Linked DNA regions of Mus musculus: all the other regions are linked to region 1. Evidence: chromatin contacts called from public Hi-C and HiChIP or PLAC-seq data. All regions are on one chromosome and are shown on one strand. Each heading gives the region's core, a stretch centred on a gene start, on an enhancer-like site or on the middle of the called end of the contact. The rest is flanking DNA. Distances are from core to core; before and after follow the strand shown. Region 1 holds the start of Mtus2 (microtubule associated tumor suppressor candidate 2). Region 2 has its middle 17 kb from the start of Pomp. Region 3 overlaps Mtus2 (microtubule associated tumor suppressor candidate 2).

Region 1 (2,751 bases), core at 97-2,596:
ATCTGGAGTGTGAGGCTCAAGGAAGAAGCTAACCAGAGCTTCTGTAGAGAGTTTAATGAACACTGTCAGCCGATGTGGTGGAAGATGGTCAGGTCTGCCTGTGGGATGGGGGTGGGGGTGGGATGAGTCCCTGGAGGAGTGGGAGTGGCCCGAGGAAGGAGCTGTAGCGCCAGGACCTCATTCCTTGCACCTGGGAGGCATGGGCTTCACAGAGCACCCAAATAGGAAAGTGAATGGCACAAAGGAGGCTTTACTATCTTTCTAGGTTTAAGTCAGGCTGGGGTTTGTGAGTTAGGGGAAGGGAGGGGCGAAGGCTTAAATGAAATGAGCTTAAAGTTTGATTTAGATTGGACTGGACTTTGTAATAACAGCCAGTCAGACCGCTTGTTAACACCCGAAGGTGACAGGAAAAGCGATAAAACGTGCCCTAGATTCCTCCAGAAGAAATGGGAGGCCACATAGAATAATGTAAAAAGACAGCCGTGTGAAAAGTGCTCTTTCATGATTTCCCTTCACAATATAGACCAGTTAGTACAAAAATTCAGCTGGTATAAAATGTTGCTCGGCACAGCAATGCTGGGGTGGGGGAGGGAGCCCATTTTCCCCACACTCCCGACCCCCAAGAGAAAGCGAGCAAGCACATCAGTAAGCCAGCATCTCATTGTCTTCTCTGTCAGTCTGTCCCAAATCTTGTGAGCCAGAGGCTGGAGAAGCCCCCCGGCTGTCTTCAGGCTTCCCAGGTGCGCTGCTTTCAGGCGACCTGGAAGGGCTACTGAGAAGTCCTGCGTTCATGTTTACTTCTGAGGAACGTTGTGAACTACGAAGCAGACAAGCTTGCGTTGAGACAAGAGTCTTTCAAGTGGGTAGCCGGCTATGCATTACCCCTAGATTTGGAGGCAGAGGCAAGAGGATATCTGTGAGTCTCAAGTGAGATCCTGCCTCAAACACCCCAACTCCCCCACCCCCACCCCCGCCAAACCCGCACACAATCACACACAAAACCCTTACAGAGACTTCTTTAGTCTCCTGTCCATCAGCCCCGCTACATCCCTTGCGAGTTCACCCGCTGGACCCCAATTCTTCCTGCTGCACGCAATTAAAAGAGGCTCTCTCTTCCGATTGGACCACAGCACATCCCACTCGTGGGAGTCAGGAGTCTAGGTCAGCGACCTCAGGCTGCTTCTCCTTTCTCTGGGGTCTGAGGCTGGATGCTCCGGACCACTGTGGTCCCGTGAGCTGCCGGGTCGTGTCGGGCCAGCAGAGGGCGCTCGGCTCCCCCCACGGGGCTCCGGACGAGAGGAGGCGCCGGGGCTCGCGAGCATCTCCGGGCGGCCGGGAGGGGGTGCGCGCCTCGGGCCGCTGCAGCCCGGCTTCTGTCACCGCGGACGGCACCTCACTGGAGGGTGGGCGGGAGCGGCGTCTTTGTCCGGCGAGGCGTCCTCAGCCCGGGCCATCCCTGTGATCAGAGCCCGGCGGCTTGGGCGGTGCCCAGTGGTGAAGTGCGCGGGCGGAGGGCTGGCTGCGGCCACGGCCCCAGGTACCCCGGTGCCCTAAGCTCGCCACCTGCGCCACCTCAGCCCGCGCTCTGTCAAGTTGCAGAAGACCCGGGTGGGTCAGGAGTCTGGACGCGTGGGCGCGTTGCAAACTCCAGCTGCGAAGGAGCTGCGTGCGGAGGTAGCCCGGCCCGGGATGCTCCCGGAGGCTGCTCTGGTCTCTCTGCACATCCTTCTTGGCTCCTCCAGACCCAGGTGAGCGACTGCTGTCCGCGCGTCCCGATCCGGCTGGAGACAGGTGCAGAGCGGGGCGGAGGCGGTGCCTTTTGCTGGCTTCTCTGGCATCAGAGAGCCCGCTCCCCGCTGCCCACATCTTCTGCTCCGCCGGAGAGAGGCTGCAACCCACTCGCACCTTCCGGGGATGTCAGGTTGAGCACGGTGTTTCAGAGGCGACAGCGGGTTAGCCTAAGCGAGCTCCCACCCCTCTCCACCCCCAGCTCGGGATAATTCGGTCCGTGTCTTCGTCTTAATTTAGCACCGATGTGTTATTTCCTTGGAGCCCTAGAATGGTAAGGCTTGCTCCATCCATTTTTCAACCCCCTTCATTCTGAGTCTGTGCAGGGAAAGGCTTGCAAGTGATGTTACTACCGTTCTATTTTAAATACAAACACCCAGAGAAGTACGCTTGGCGGCGTGCCAGAGGCGCCTGCACTCTTTTGTTATGTAAGTGCTTCACAGGAATATTTGCTGGTTGGTAAAGTTAGGAGCGGTTACCAGAGAACGTAAGAGCGCAGGAAGTCAGAGCCATAATTTCTGTCTTAGCTCAAAACTTTCCTTCAGGATAAGCATGAGATGGTTTTGGTATCATTTAAAGGCGACAGGAGGTCCTTTCAAAAGAAAAATTCATACCGTAGACTCTCAAGCGTTAAGACACAAAACAGGCTTTTTTTTTTTTTTTAAGTCTGTTATGAAAACCAGTGGGACGTCTCTGACAATAAATAGGTGGGAAGTGACTTAAAGAAATAGATCCCTGTCACATAGCCGTTTTGGCTTTTAAGTTGTTAGGTAGTTGTATTTTGCTGTCACGTGGACATAGCTAATCGTGTGTTGACAGTTATTAAAGATCTCTGCTCACACGTACCGTAATTTTTCAGGTACAAAGATGAGAGTGGAAAACATCAGATACGCATCTTGTTCTTACTGGTTTCTGGTGATGGCATTTGTTATGTGTGTGGCTCATGTGGAGTCAGGGTTGTGA
Region 2 (2,751 bases), core at 77-2,576, 110 kb before region 1:
ATAGACATGTCCATAAGCCAACCCAAAGTAGACAATCTCTCACTGGAACCCTCTTCCTAGATGAGTACAGATTGTGTCAACTTGACACTTTGAGCTGTGACAGCATGCTGTTTACTTCTAACACTAACACATGGTGCCAAGCACTGTCTAGTGTTCGATGCATGCTGCCCCATCCTTTTCCATTAAGGTCCTGTGCTGGTAACTTGCCAGGGAATGTGGAGTGTGGCCTCTAATGACCACTGTCATCTGTGTCACATATCATGATACACTTTAAGGTTTGGGTGTGTGTGTGTCATATGTGCTTCCTGTTTTTCTTCTTAATAATGCACACAGTAACTTTTCTCACTTGAATTCACATCAACAAAGCACTTTGTATTGTACTCTGTACTGTGGTGGATACTAAGTTGCCGATTCTGTCTCCTTTAACTTTAACGCCAACACCATTGAGTTCATCCGAGTCTTCAGTTTCCGTTTTTGTCCCAAGCATGGTTCTCCTTCACCCACCTTTTAGTTATCCATATTTTTATATTTACTTATATATTTGGGGGTTTTGTTTTTGTCTTGTTTTGTTTTCCTCTGCTTGTATGCCTGTGCACTACGTGCATGCGTTATCCAAGGAAACCAGAAGAAGACATCATATCCTCTGGAACTGGAGTTCCAAATGGTAGTGAGTCACTATGTGGGTGCTGGGAATTGAACCCTGGTCCTCTGCAATAGCTGTGTCCTCAGCTGCCCCTACTTACCCATATTCCGAGTAATAAGATGATCTCAAGAAATACAGCATTAACAATAGCCCCACTCACTCCGGTGCCCCTTCCCTGGCTCTGCCCATGTGGAGCCATTTTGCAAAATTTTGTATTTCCTTGTTTCTTCCAGTTTATACCTCAAATGTCTACTCTTTACTTTTATTTTGAACTTCATTCATTCATTTATTCGTCTCCTGTCCCGTAGGTTGACTCACTGTGTCTCACATAGCTACAGTCAGGCCTTCTTCTCTGCTGTGTAATTTTCCCACACAGTTGCTGGTGGCTGTTTTGGCTGCTCTCCACCTTCAGACACCAGGAAGGCGGTGTTCTCTTGGCCATTGTCTTACGCTACTTCCCCCTTTTCAGAGCATGAAAAGTCAGGGACAAGGAAGTGAAGGAACTCACCCAAGACCTTCCCAGCCAGTCCTGGCAGCTTATTCAGGATTCCAGCCTAGACCAGACGCTCCCGTCCCTCCCCCCTTCCCCTCCCCCCTCTCCCCCACGATGTCACCCAGCTCTTGTCAGACTTGCTGTGAATGAAAGAGCAAGGGCAGGGAGAAAGGAAAAGGATCTTCCGTCCCCATTTCTCTGCTAGAAAGTTACTCCGCCCACTCTGTGCCTCTTAGAGAGGAAAAGCTTGTAGGTTGGGTTGATTAGCCTTTCAAATAGTGCACTTATCCTCTTGGATCCAGTAAGTATCCACTCCCATCTCAAAAGTAACGCGGAGGTCAGCCCTAAACAGGTGCACAGACAGCAACACTAAATGACCTCAGTGTGTGTGTGTGTGTGTGTGTGTGTGCGCTTGCGCATGCAAATGGCACACACATATAATGTCTGTGTGTGTGTAGCAATAATAAATATAGAAGAAGTAGTCATGAGTTTGAGAGGGAGTGGGGGAAGGGTCATGTGAAGAGTTAGAGGGGGAAGAAATTCTCAAAAACTACTAGATGTTTTTCTGTGAGGCCATGTGCTCCCCCAGCCTGCTTTCACATGTAGAAGCTGTTCAGACATATGTTTAGATTCCCTTTGCAGGGAGATTAACTATACATTTATACAGTTTCTTTTTAGGCCAGAGTTCAATAGAGGAGGTCAGAGACTAATAAAATGTGAGTTGCTAAGCCTGCTAGAATGTTCCTGGAAACAAGATAACTAAACTTGCCTCTTCCAATTAAAAATAGGTTTGAGAGAGAAAACTCACCAGTGAGCCTAAGAATCTCGTAGCATAGAAACTGTAAACCAGCATTTTGAAAGCCAAAATGATCTTATCCATGTGTGAAGGAATCAGGAGGGTTGACAGGAACCGAGAAGGAATGTAGACTGTGTTGTGTTTAACGATTCTTCTCAAAAACATCTTTTTATTTCGCTCCAGGGCACTAAAAACTGCAGACTTTGGATTTCCATAGATTTCTTTGCATGTGCTCTGGCCTGTTTTCTGGGCTCTGCAAGGTCACACACCCCATTGTCACCCAGGAACTTCAAGGTCCCTACTCTTTCTTCTCTTCATGTCAATGACCATTCTAGGGACTTCTTATCTTTCCAAAAGCTACATCTAAGATTTTTATTTGTTATTAGCATTTGTGTAGTTTGTGTGTGTGTATGTGTGAAACATGTGCTTGAAGTTTTTGTGTGAGGTCAGAGAACAACTTTCTAGAATGGTTTTACCCTTTTCATCTTATTGAGACAGGGTCTCTGTATTTTCACTGTCTGACGAACCCAGGATAATTGGAAACTCACATCCATTCTGTCTCTACCTTCTATCTTTCAATAGAATCCTAGGATGGTAGACACATCTGACTTTTCGAGGGTTTCAGGAACCAAGCTCAGAGCCTCAAAGGATCATACAGTGTCTTAACCTACTGAGTCGTCTTGCCACCCCTCCGACAGCACTATTTCTCATTTCTGTTTGGATCTTTCTGAGAATTTGACTTTGGGAGCACAGATGTTTTGTGTTGCTCCTTAAAATATCAAACACAAACATTGTAAAAAGATGAATACGACATTTTGG
Region 3 (2,751 bases), core at 72-2,571, 70 kb after region 1:
TTGTCTCATCTGATTCTAAGAAGCGATTGAGTAGGGTCTGCCCTGTGAGGTTTCCGTAGGTGGCCATTGTTTAACACTTTTCTGAGAAGACACGGCACAGATGTCTGCTCACCACAGACAGAGAAGTGGCTAGTGGTTAAAGTGGTGATTCTACTGAGGTCCAGCCCAGTGAGCTGGTGAATTTTCTAACTGGATAATTAGGAAGGAAGATGGCTGATTCCTTTGCTCATTCACGTGCTCACGGTGACCCACGTCAAGGTATGGTCAGCACAGAGAGGTTCTGCGTAAGAAGGGGCTATGGTGGGAATGGCCTCGATGTGGAGCTGAGGCATGGGGGAAGATGCTCTTCTAAGATCATGAGTACTGTGAGCAGTGAGCATGTGCAGTGTTTGGTAAAACATCCTTGTATAGCTGTACCAGTGACCAGGTTTGGAGTAAGTGACCGGAGGTGGGTTCCTGGATGAGTGTGTTTCTGCAAGTTCACCACAAGGGGGAGGTGGCCTGGGCTGTGTTAATGGTACTTAAAGCAGCTGTCATTTACTGAGCGGTGTCTGGGCCCAAAGTTGATTGGCACATCGTATTCATGAAAAACAGAAGTCAGTTGCTAGGTACCGATTTTATATGTCAGAAAACTGAAGTTCCAGCCCTAAGGCACATCTTCCTGCTTGTCAGGTCCCTGTGACTGTGTTCGCCTGCCTGCTTGCCCTAATGCCAGCTTAGCACTAAACAAACTTGATGTTTTCCCATAATGTGGCCTGCACTGTGTGTAACTCGCCCCGTGCTTAATTAAAGTGACTTTACAAAATAAGATACAAAGACCACCTAAAGGCGAGTTTAGAGGAACCCTGAGGTGGCCTTTGTGAGCCTGTAGTGCGATGCCGTGGGTAAGCCTCTTATCTCATTGCCAGTTTTATGCCCGTCACAGCCAGAGCCACCAGATGGGAATGTGGTGGCCCACTTAGAGCCTTTTTAATTGCTTGCTATAAATAGCTTAATGATGTTGCCATAAAAAGACCCCACTATCACCAAGCAGCTCTGTGTGACCCACATACGTGATATTTTCCTGCGTGTCGCGTCTGGGAAAATTGGTGGCCACATATGAGAGGCTCTCGCTGCTAAAATGAAATCCTTATTTTTAAGTCAAACACTTCTTCTCCTCCCGGCTGTAGATCCTGCGGTCTCTGCCTTTCCCGTCTGCCTTCGGCAATACCACGTGGTCCAGAGAACGCCCACTTGTCCTTAACTTGACCTCAGTGGGGAGGCCAGTCCCAGGTCTCAGTAGCGTCACCGCAGGCTGCAGACCGCTGTGGCACGTTCCTGTCTGCTCACAGTCATTGCACCCCAGCTGCCTTGCTTTGCTCTAGACACTGATGAATCCTCTTGCTCACTCACTGGGTTTCATCTGCATGCTTCTGATTAGTCTTTGGCATTCTTCAACCTCAAGGCAGCCATTTTCCCTTTCTTTGTTTCCTTCCTTCCTTCCTTCCTTCCTTCCTTCCTTCCTTCCTTCCTTCCTTCCTTCCTTCCTTCCTTCCTCCCTTCCTCCCTTCCTCCCTTCCTCCCTTCCTTCTTTCCTTCCTTCCTCTCTTCTTCCCTCCCTCCCTTCTTCCTTCCTTCCCTCCTTTCTCTCTGTCTCTCTCTTAATTGTTACGTGGTGTAGACCAGTCCACATCGTTCAGTGTGGAGCATTGGCCAGTGCTCCTGCCGGGTGCCTCTCTCGCCATTGCAGATTATTTTCTTGCCTTTCCATGGAACCTTCCATTCAGATTTGGCTGCTTCCCACCAGGGCCTCTTTTCAAAGGGAACGTAAGCTAGAAAGGGAGGGCAGTGGCCTTTAACAGCTGTCACTTCATGGATCACTCGGATTGACCGGGCAGGGGTCCTCTCCCTACCTTGCTGCTCCCTGTGCGTTCCCTTCAAAGCTGTGTGGTCATTTGGAAAGGGCTGCCTTCCACAGTAGGGATGTTGATGGCTGTGGCTGATAGAACCTTTAAAGAAATCTTCTGAACGATGTGGGATGCGGATTTGAAAGGGCAGGGGCATTTACTGAAAGGGGGGGGCTGCTGGGGACAACACATGGGCTGAAGTTCCGACTTGGGGGCGGGGCACACTGCCAACAAGCTGCCTGGGAGGTTAAAGGGCTCAGGGGTGGAGCAAAATTGTGGGGAACATGGGAGGCGTGGCTGAGATGGCAGGAAGCACGTATGTGCGTGGAACAGAGGGAGTGGCTCATCTTAGGGAGTGATGGCTTCCACCATCTGGGGCTTTGCGTCTGCCTCAGCGGGTGTCCTGTGCTGAAGAATGGAGTCCATCTCGCAGATGACGGGGTGTGGAGACGCTGAGTGGATTCTGTGTGGACTTAGCACTTTGCCCGGGGGTTCTAAGGATTTAGGTGGCGCGCCTAGTGTTCTTTCTCTCTAAATGGACAGAGGTCTTTTCTTCTCCATTAACAATTACTGAAAATGATAATTGCATTCATTAGATCCTTTTTGTTTTGTTTTGTTTTTTAACGTGGTGTTTTTGTTTTTGTTTTTGTTTTCTACGAAGCTTCTCATAGCGCCGTAGAAGGCCTTTTCCTCCTTCTTCTTAGGAGGGAAATCGTAACTCATGAGCCACAGAACTTGACATTGAATTCAGACTCTTTCATGGGATCCACGTCCTCCCTTCCAGAGACAAAGATGTGGACAAGTCCTGCGGAATGACTCAAACAACCGATTCCAAATGCAACGGGATGGAGGAATGTATTTTCTA

What was found. Hi-C and Micro-C count contacts between places; a contact is called where the count stands out from the background. HiChIP or PLAC-seq counts read pairs in DNA pulled down with a chosen protein or histone mark.
Region 2: an H3K27ac HiChIP or PLAC-seq map of embryonic stem cells shows a contact between it and region 1, with 5 read pairs. The contact joins the enhancer-like site here to the promoter of Mtus2 in region 1. A contact is called at or near these places in 6 of 484 Hi-C or Micro-C datasets (the G1E-ER4 cell line, bone marrow-derived macrophages, embryonic fibroblasts and 1 more), 1 of 115 datasets of contacts at active chromatin or transcription factors (embryonic stem cells) and 3 of 9 other capture datasets (adipose tissue, macrophages and pancreatic islet).
Region 3: a Hi-C map of cerebral cortex shows a contact between it and region 1, with 1.9 times the contacts expected there. The contact joins the enhancer-like site here to the promoter of Mtus2 in region 1. A contact is called at or near these places in 3 of 39 promoter capture datasets (embryonic stem cells, liver and maxillary cranial neural crest), 4 of 484 Hi-C or Micro-C datasets (cerebral cortex, cortical neurons, embryonic stem cells and 1 more), 4 of 115 datasets of contacts at active chromatin or transcription factors (embryonic stem cells and heart atrium) and 1 of 9 other capture datasets (embryonic stem cells).

Annotation. Positions count from the first base shown.
Region 1 is chr5:147,955,974-147,958,724 of GRCm38.p6, forward strand. It overlaps Mtus2 (microtubule associated tumor suppressor candidate 2), which reads left to right and starts at 1,347. Exons shown (of 15, transcript NM_001359503.1): 1 at 1,347-1,748.
Region 2 is chr5:147,842,320-147,845,070 of GRCm38.p6, forward strand. No RefSeq gene overlaps it. Among named protein-coding and RNA genes, the nearest start is that of Pomp, 17 kb to the right of the region's middle. Within about 2 kb of position 1,327, at least 3 of the 459 cell types and tissues checked have an H3K27ac peak or open chromatin away from gene starts, as enhancers often do. A contact at or near this core is called in embryonic stem cells, where this site is marked.
Region 3 is chr5:148,026,005-148,028,755 of GRCm38.p6, forward strand. The region is part of intron 1 of Mtus2 (microtubule associated tumor suppressor candidate 2); the gene reads left to right. Among named protein-coding and RNA genes, the nearest start is that of Mtus2, 70 kb to the left of the region's middle. Within about 2 kb of position 1,322, at least 36 of the 459 cell types and tissues checked have an H3K27ac peak or open chromatin away from gene starts, as enhancers often do. A contact at or near this core is called in cerebral cortex and heart atrium, where this site is marked.